Linked DNA regions of Ovis aries: region 1 is linked to region 2. The links are chromatin contacts, called in public Hi-C maps. All regions are on one chromosome and are shown on one strand. Each heading gives the region's core, a stretch centred on a gene start, on an enhancer-like site or on the middle of the called end of the contact. The rest is flanking DNA. Distances are from core to core; before and after follow the strand shown. Region 1 has its middle 24 kb from the start of CHD7. Region 2 holds the start of RAB2A (RAB2A, member RAS oncogene family).

The links. Hi-C and Micro-C count contacts between places; a contact is called where the count stands out from the background.
Region 1: a contact with region 2 is called in a Hi-C map of hypothalamus, with 2.6 times the contacts expected there. The contact joins the enhancer-like site here to the promoter of RAB2A in region 2. A contact is called at or near these places in 4 of 16 Hi-C or Micro-C datasets (hypothalamus, liver, muscle and 1 more).

What each region holds. Positions count from the first base shown.
Region 1 is chr9:39,241,886-39,246,638 of ARS-UI_Ramb_v3.0, reverse strand. No RefSeq gene overlaps it. Among named protein-coding and RNA genes, the nearest start is that of CHD7, 24 kb to the left of the region's middle. Within about 2 kb of position 2,473, at least 46 of the 54 cell types and tissues checked have an H3K27ac peak or open chromatin away from gene starts, as enhancers often do. A contact at or near this core is called in hypothalamus, liver, muscle and 1 more, where this site is marked.
Region 2 is chr9:39,154,276-39,159,087 of ARS-UI_Ramb_v3.0, reverse strand. RAB2A (RAB2A, member RAS oncogene family) reads right to left here and starts at 1,867. Exons shown (of 9, transcript XM_027972978.3): 1 at 1,557-1,867. It also overlaps the pseudogene LOC101110603.

The sequences.
Region 1 (4,753 bases), core at 1,224-3,723, 87 kb before region 2:
GGAAACAATTTGCAGTAGTTGAGATTTATTCCCCTATCCTCCCCTCCAAATATTACATCTCTCAACAAAGAATTCTTGTTGAACTTTATTGGAAAGTGTGTGGCAGGGCGGTGTTTAGAAATACTACATATCTAAATATGTTAGTGTTTTGAGCTTCAAGCACAAGGAAATGAGAATTTCAGTTTGTTATGCGGACATTTCTTGTAAGCAAAAGAAAAATATTAGGTGTATCGGGAGTTGTTTTTTTAAAGTCATTATCAGTAATTTCTTAACATATGGCTAATGGTAATCTAAAAAATGATAATAATAAACAAGGAACCAAAACTCTCAGCTTAATACTCTTTCTTTCCATGCCTTCCCTCAGTCATCACTGGGGCATTACTTTCAGCTTAGATTCAGACTCTGAGTGTAAAATGAGTCCATTTAACCCATTTCTGCCTATTTGCATTGAACGGCAGCCACTGGCCATGAATTTCATTTCATAAACCACACACACTATTTCTGCTGAAAGAGATTTATTGTTGTGACAAAAAAAATCACAGTTGGTTTAAGTAAAATCTATTGTTTTTTTTTTAAATGTTACTCTTATAAAGAAACCTGTAACTAAGAGAAGAGGAATTCAAAACTGAAAAACTCAGCAATATAAAATGAACCAGCCAGCAGACACCTAAGGCTATCGGTTTCCTGTGCCCCTCACTGTGTATTCTAAAAGGGTCACCTGGCTCCGACGACTACTGCCAGGATCTTCCTAGGAACTGGGAACAATGTTGAGCAGCACACAGCCCCTGCTCTGAAGGGCAGGACGACAAGCCACCACAGGAAAGGGCTATGGTTTGTTGCAGAGGTAGGGGTGCAGTGGGTGCCCCTAATTCTTTCGCACTTTGGGGAAGGAGGTGAGGGAAAGGTAGGAAGCCAGCTCTCAGAAAAGAAGGAGACTAAGGAAGGCTGCAGAAGCCAGAGCGGACTGGGCACATTTAGAGAATTTGAAAGCAGTTCAGGTAGGCTGGGACTGGGGACGGGTGGGAAGAGTGACCAGTGGTGAGAGATCTAGCAGGAGACAGGATTAGGAGGGCCTTATAAAGAGAAGTTAAGGGGATAGGGCTTTATCCCGAGGGTGACAAACATCCCCTAAGAGATTACACGCGGCACTGTACAATAAAACATCTACGTGCCTGCAATATCGAGATGTAGGTGGGGCAAAAACCCCCGACAGGAAGACGAGTGAGCAGGTAACTACGGTAACCCAGGTGGGAGACGCCGGTGGCCTGCGCGGAGGAAGCCAGAGCAGGGCAGCAGCGACAAACAGGCGTCAAGAAGTACGGAAGTAAAGCGGACCTAGGGGTTTAATGACTCGACGATGGGGTGAGGCGCTGATGACCGAGCTAATGCGATTCACCTGCTGAGATGGGAGACGCGGCAGGTTTGGAGGGGAGGTGCCGAGCTCTGTGTAGGACACCCAGATGACGTTTCTGAGGCTCCCAGATTACCCACACCTGGACCTCAGGACGAGGTGGGCTGGAGTAGGACGACGCTGTGCGAGGGGACGAGACGAGACCATGGGGGGGGGGGAGAAGGTGGCCTGGGACAGCTGCCCAGGGGGGTCAATCCAGTGCGACCGGACAAAACTTATATTCCACTTTTTCTTGATCGCATCGAACGACAAAACATCTACGAGATTAGGTAGAGGTCATGGCTTTCATTTTGCAGGCGAGGAAAATGAGACTTCGAGGTGCGGGTTTGTTCATGTCGGCATACACCCCCTATTCTACCCTAAAAACTAACTCAGTGTGTCTTGACTGCAGAAACATACAGTCTTTCTCAAATTTTCGGTAGAAGAGATTGCAGAAATTAGTTTTTAAATGCCTTTTGTTTCTTTTCCCCGCCCCCAACTCCCATGATAAAATATTGTGATCAACTTTCAATTTCAATAAACTTTGCCAGATACCAAAAATCTGTACCCACTCTAGAAAAACGCGGACAGAGGAAAATCTTAGGACGCATCTCACCAGTGAGTGCACAACTTCTTCAAGTTCTCCGTGCTGCATAAATAAGCCCTGACAGATTCTGGCTTCACGCTCATTAACTCGGTACCTCCATCCCTAGTTCTCTATCTCCGGGACTTGCCTGCTCTCCCCCGCCCCCGCCCTCTCCTCCCCCGCCTCCGGCTGCACCACCTGCTCCCGGCGCCGCCTCCCTCCCCCCTCCCGCGCCGGTTCTCACGCGCCGCCCGCGCCCCTCCCCGCCGCTCCCTCCCTTTCACTTCCGCGGAGCTGCCAAGTCGGAGCCGGTAGGCTCGGTGTCCGGCTCCCTCGCCGGTTCGCACTCCCTGGTAGCCCGCCAGCCGCCCCGCGCCGCGCCCCCCACGAAGTTCTGCCTCCCGCGCCGCCCCCCGCGAGGACTCCAGGGGCGGTCCCGGGTCGGCCGCCGCTGATTGGCTGACTTCTCGGCGCCCCGCCCCCCGTGCACGCGCAGGAGGTGGGGCGGGTCCGACGCGGGCGCGCGAAGCGCGGCCCCGAGGGCGAAGCGTCCGTGACCCGCGTGCCGAGCCTCGGCGTCCAAGCTCCGGCGACCGCGAGGTGGGGGCGGGCGGCGGCGAGGCTCACCGGGGCCGGGGGCTTACGTGGCGATGAAGCCCGCCCCTCCCTCCCCGGCAGCGGTTCCCCCGCGCCAACCGCTGCAAGCCGGGCGTCCCACAGAGGCTGGGAGCTGCCCGAGGGGCCGTCGTCGTCGCCAGCCCGGTAGCCCGGATGTCGCTGCCCCCCGCGGCGGGGCCGCCGACGCGCTCCTCGGCCCGGGAGGAGGCTCGTCTTAAAGGGACAGCGCCGCCTTCGAGCCGGAGGGGGCGGCGCGTCCAGCGCTCCGAGTGCGACCCCTGCCCCGGGGTCCGCCGCTCCGGGTCCGCTGCTCCGGGCCGGGGCGCAGGCGGGGCACGGCGTCCGGCCCTAGGATGGCCGTAGATGGCCGCCTGGAGGCCAGGTTCTCCTCCGGCCCGAGCGTGGCCGGTGGCGCCGCGCGGGGCCGGGAGGCGGCGGCCTGTGATTGGCCGAGGCCTCCGTGAATGCAGGACATTGTCTGGTCGCGGCCGTCGCTGTCCCCGCCGCCGCCCGGGCACTGGGCAAGATGGGTGCGAGCCGGGCCTGGGCGGCCCTCAGTCCCTGCCCCGGGGGGAACCCGGGTGGGAAACCGAACTTATACAAGGTCACGGCATCTGAACCTGGAATAAAGGCGCTGTTTCAAAACACAAAATCATATCCACTAGGAAATAAAATCATTTGTGTTGCCATAAAGATTTCCTTTAAGATTAAAAATATTAATTGAAAAGGGCCAATTGTTATAAAAACCGCTTAGTTTTGTCTTCAAGATCCCCTTAATTAGTATCTATGACGATTCATGTGATATTCTCTATAAAAATGTAAGCAGTATAGATGATATATACATATATATTTGTGAAATAATTATTTTCTATACAGTACAACTTCTCTGGGTCTTAGTTTCCTTACACGTTAAAAAAGGATACGGGGCTGGTAGATTTCCAAATTTGCTTCCATTGTTAACTGAATCCAGGCGTAAAATCCTGATACATCCTATGTACTGGATCATATCTCAAGGCCTGGGAATAGATGAGACCTTTAGAAGAATCCTTGAGAAGATTATAGTTCTCCTCGGACTGTCTATGAAAATAAGTGGGAGTTATTTAAGTGGAGCTGTAATCTTTTAGTGTGTAATTTTGGCATCAAGGAAAATGAGCAGTAGAGAAATGTATGGAGATGAATCAGTTATTAGCCAACTTGAAGAGCAGGGTTTACTTTCGTTCTCCGTAAGTTTTCTGGGTAATAGAATATTATAGTAGGGAACAACCGTCTTTCCTATTTTGTTTTCAGTATCGAAGCAGTCAGAAGATGGCAAAAGAGAAGACACACATGAAAAAATCGATCAGAAGAGAAGATGTTTGGAGAGTTTTTAATAAAATTAAATCAGTATTTGCTTTAAAAAATACTGGATAGGAAAAATTATTGCAGAGTTAAAAGCAGATATGTTGATACAAATAATATTTTGTAGCTTGAGTTTCATGCCTTTTTCAAAACTTAAAAAAAAAAAAATCAGTGCTTCCATTTAATTGAGCAATCAACAAGAATTAGAGACTTGGAAATGACAAAATGAAGGAAGGAAAGTATCCAGAAAAGAAGATAAATTTAATGGGCATGATTCATTGCAAGAGACATGACCTCATTCTTTAATAGAGGGATTTCCACTAAACCAGATTTGATGTTAAATAAATTTAGTTTACAGACTTTCCTCAAAATTATATTAATTTGATAGTGCCCCCCCCCCTTTCGGTATGGAAAAGGGAAGAAATACTGAGAAAAGAAGAAATAAAAGCAAGATATTTAAACATTGTAGCTTTCTCAAATGACAGCTATTGCAGGCTCCTCACCCTCACCCATAGTAATAAAGAAATGAAAAAGCAAAAATCATCAGTATAAAGACTCTAGCTGTCTCCAGAAGTGAAACATGAATAACTGTGTGGATGTCTGTCAGTGAAGCAAATGTACGTTTGATAATTTAAACTTCTAGCATTTAAATTGTTGATTTTTTAAATTAAATGAATTTTACTTAAAAGTTACTAAATTTTACTAGAGATTGTCAAACATTGTAGTAAGTTAGAAAAGAGGAAAACAAATATATATTAATGCATACATGTGGAATCTAGAAAAATGGTATAGATGATCTTATTTGCAAAGCAGACTCAGAG
Region 2 (4,812 bases), core at 618-3,117:
TGCCTGGACGCTGTTTTGGCATGAGGGCAAATTCCCAAAGAATCCAGTACCAACTTGCTAACATTTGCAGCCCCACTACTCCCAGCACAACTCTTCACCCACAGTAGATGTTTGGTAGGTATGCTCAAAGAGAGAGACCTGCAAAGGCTAATTTCAACGGTCACTACTGCTGATGTCCATAATCACTCCTTCCACTTCCCAAACCCACTAGTATTACAGTTATTGGGAATTTCCTCTTCCAATCTCACGGATACAACCTAAATTAAAATGTACCAGTAGGCTTCGAAACCCCACTTCCTTCAGCATTTTAAAAAGTATATAAATTTGCTACTTGAACATCTGCAAAACATTGCTTTATCCAGGATTCTGCATAGAGAACCATCAAGTTTCCACGCGCACGCCAAAAAACATTGCTGAAACACTATTTACAGCAGAAAATCTTTCTTTTAGGCAGCAATCAACATGCCTCTTGTGTTACTTATTCAACCTGACATATCACTAGTACAACCACAAGCTGCTGCTTACATTTCCAAAGTTGTGCAAAGGGTCCAAAGTTGTGCAAGAGTCATCACTGAAATCAGACTCTGGTATATTAATAGTTGTAACACCTGAACACGTCTTAGTTTTATTATTAGATTCACAGTAATGCCAAAAAATCCATAATTAAAAAATATATTTTCAATGAGTTCGACTACTTTGTCTGCAAAATACACTGGGATGTCATTTTAAGTGAAAAATAGCTGCATGTCTTTCTGCTTCAAATGGACATTAGGTCACCTGATTAACTGGCATTTGTGGGCCTGGATTTCATGTATCGGAAAAAAGGCCAGTATCCCCAACACGCACAAGCACGCATCCGAGAGCACTGAACGGCCTTGCATTACTATCAAATAACGCGAGTTTACACGTGGCAAAAGTCGACAGAGACAGAACTCTTCCGTGTTTTAATGACCTCGAAAAGCATTCCCCAGGCGTCAAGTAATGGGATGTTACTTACTCTGACTTGGCAGTTCAGTGATAAAAATACATCCATACACACACATATACATCTTTTTTTTTTTTTAATGTCTCCTTCTCAGCTAGCTGTCCCACGCCGGGGAGCGCTTTGCCCAGGCCGTGGCAGATGTGAACGGGTCGGAGAAGGTGGGATGTGTCAGGGAAGCCAAGACCCTCCTTCCATCCCCTTCTGCTCTCCCTGGGCCCCCCTTTTCCTTTCTCGGGGGCGGCGGCGAGGCCCAAGGTGAGAGGCTCCGGGCAGGGCGTGCAACCCTCAGAGCCAGGCCAGCTCCCCTATCATCTACTCCCCAGACCGGGCGGTAAAACGGCTGCCGCGGCCCCCGGTTGCAGGCCCGGCCTGGGCCGGGGCGGGGGCGACGGGCCAGGCCGCGGCCGCTCGCAGTGCCCACGTCACCAGCTCCAGCACTGCGGAAATGGAGCGGCGGGGAGGCGCCCGGCGGCGACCGAGGCTGCGCCGCCGCCCGACGCCGTTTGCCCCTCGGCCCCGGCCCCCGGGCCGCCGCCTCCCGGCCGGTCGGCCGCCGCGCCCAGGGCCTCACCTGTGTCGCCGATGATGATGTACTTGAAGAGATAGGCGTACGCCATGGCCGCGGCCGCTCGGTGCCAGGGCACACGGCTCCTCCTCCTGCTGCTGCAGCTCCTCCTCCTCTGCGCCCCTCACCCCGGCGCCACTCGGCCTCGAAAAGCCAGGCCCCGCCCTCCGCAGCCGCCACCGCCGCCGTAAGCCGCCGGGAGTGAGGGGCCGAGGGGAAGCTGGACAAACTGACAACGACCGAGCCGAGGGAGACAGCGCCCGGCCGAGCACACTCGAACAATAACAGCCGCCGCGGCTCCTCCGCCCCGCCTCCGCGCCGACCCGGAAGTGCTGCGGCCGCTGGCGCTGCCGGAGGAAAGGGGAGGATCCCTGCACGCCGACCGCGCCCCGCCCCGCTTGCTGGAGCCCCGCCCAGCCAGAGCCCCGCCCCCGCAGGAGCTCCTCCCAGCGCCGCGCCTAACCGGCCGCGCCCATCCTCCTGGTCCACCCCGAACCGGGCAAGGCCGGGCGCCGGTCCTTCCGGCCCTTCTGAGCGGGCGACGCCGGCGACCGAGAGACGCTAGGGGAGGGGAGGGGCCGGGTGGCTCCGTCGCCGCGACGCGCGCTGGGCCGCGTCCTTCCGCTCTGCGGCGGGGACGCGGGGTACGTGGTGGAAGGCGGAGATCGCTTTCGGCGCTGGGCCTGCCCTGGGCTCGTGACCAGGGGTTTGAAAATGATGGAGCCGCTGGGACGGCGGGCGGGGGGGAGGGGTTTGAGGGCGAGGGTATTTCTGCACTGGGGGGCGGGGTTTTGACAGTGAAAATAATGGAAGTGTAAATTTGAAACCCTAAATCAGGGAATGTGAGGGGAACCTTGGTGTACCCCTACGGTGGAATACTGCGTTGTCTTAATTAAAAGGAAGAAAAAGCCTGTCTTCTGCCAAGTGAAAATAAGGCACAGGACTCAGTCTATAAATATATACTTATGCAATGGCACCCCACTCCAGTACTCTTGCCTGGAAAATCCTATGGACGGAGGAGCCTGGCGAGCTGCAGTCCATGGGGTCGCTGAGAGTCGGGTACGACTGGGCGACTTCACTTTCCCTTTTCACTTTCATTCATTGGAGAAGGAAATGGCAACCCACTCCAGTATTCTTGCCTGGAGAATCCCAGGGAAGGAGGAGCCTGGTAGGCTGCCATCTATGGGGTAGCACAGAGTCGGACACCACTGAAGCGATTTAGCAGCAGCAGCATGCTATATGTATTTATAGATACAGCTATTATATGTAATAAGTGATATATATATTTGTATATAAGCTGTATTGTTATGCAAATATAACTTTATTTTTACTATTGTGTAGAAAAATGACAGGAATACACTTAAATACCCTTATGTACATAGTCTGAAAGGACACAACTGGGACCAAGGGTCGGAGGGAGTATAGTTGGGGGGAGATCCGATCCCTGGGTCGGGAAGTTCCCTTGGAAAAGGAAATGGCAACCCACTCCAGTGTTCTTGCCTGGAGAATCCCATGGATGGAGGAGCCTGGCCGGCTACAGTCCATGGGGTCGCAGAGCCGGACATGACTAAGTGAGCTCACTTCTACTTTTCACTGAGTTTTTCGAGTGCAGTTTGGATTTTCAGTGCTCATGAATTACCTATTGAAAAATGCACTCAAAAGAACACAATGACTTCTTGATTCATTCAACTAACACCAAGTACATACTATATTTCCTGCACTGCTAGGCATTGGAACTAAAAGCAGAGTCTGTTCTAAAAGAGCACAGATTTTGGAAGAGGAGATGGAGAATAGGATAGTGTCAGAATAGGTTATCGAAAGTATATCATCTCTGAACTAGACATATGAAGGATGAGTAAGAGTTTGTCAAAAGGACAAAAGGTCTGGAAGGGAACTGAAATTTAGGCGCAAGAAACAATGTGCAGAGGTCCTGAATCTGTTGAGGGAATTCAAAGTTGCCTAAGGGAGCTCATTTGCTAACCCATGGCTTCTGCCCTTGGCAGTGGAAGGAGAGTTGTTGTTAGGGCAGAAGTGACTGGGAGACAGTGGCCCTGGTTCCTGTTGCCTAATACTTTCCTCTCCCTTTTGAAATCTGTCATTCTACTGCCACCTTCATGTGGGGCTGGCAGTGGTTCACTGGTATGTGGTTGAATGGCCTTTCCAAACATCAGCTCAGAGGGATTTTTCTTCAGTGTTTGGAAGTGGTTTTCAGAGATAGCACTCAAAAATTTGACATGAAAAATTACCAGGCATTTCATAACCTGGTTCACTTATCTTTGGTTTGGGAGGTGGAAGAGACGGTCTCTGCTCGAGTCCTCTGGAATTTCAAAGGTCATTTTGTCCCTCCTGTCTGAGTGCCTTCACTCAAATCTTTCCTGACAACAGACACTTAGAAAGTCCCCGCCTTCCAGAAGAGACTCAGTTCCCTGCTGTTCCCAAAAGTATGTTCTTTATCCATAGTCTGCACAAGACCACTCTGTGAGGATGTTACCCAAAGGTCTAGCGTCCTTACAACCAAAAGCATTCCCATGCAGTTACAGGAAGTGAGCAATGGGAAAAGTCACTGGTGTCAGGTCATGCGGGGGCTACCAGGGGTTGGTAGCCGGGTAGTTGGCATGCGGCAGTTTACTCAGTGAACACAAGGGGAACTGGGGAAAGAAAGGTCAGAATTGCATATGTAAAAAAAATTATAGAAAGGGTATGTATGGAGCTATAGAGGCAATGAAGTGTAAAGAGGATTCAGGAAACCTGCCTTTGACCCTGGCCCTACCACAAACAGATAGAATGATTGTGGCAAATCTTTTGGCTTCCTAGAGAGTTTTGATGCACTCATCAATGAAGTGATCAAGTTACCTGAAAGGTCTATTCCAAGTCTGAAGTCCTTCAGTTTTATGTCTGTCCATCTCCAGATCTAAGGCACCTGTAAAGAGGTCGTAATCCTCTCATGAAGATGTCGTGGCCACAGGAATCAAGTGTTTGTTGTTCTTCCACAGAACTGAGAGGCATCAGTTACTGGTCCGCAGGAATTGTAACAATCAGTGGCATTGAAAACACAAGGACTAGATTTTCCAAGTCCCTCCCTGAGCCTCGGTTTTCTTTTCTGGACAATGTAAAGAATAATTGCCTCAAAATTATTGCCTTTCCAGTTTTGGATCAAATGAGATAATGTATATGAAGGTATTTTGTAAATTCTGAAAAATGTATACTTAATATGAGAAACCCTTCAGTTCAGTTCAGTTCAGTCTCAGTCATGTCTGACTCT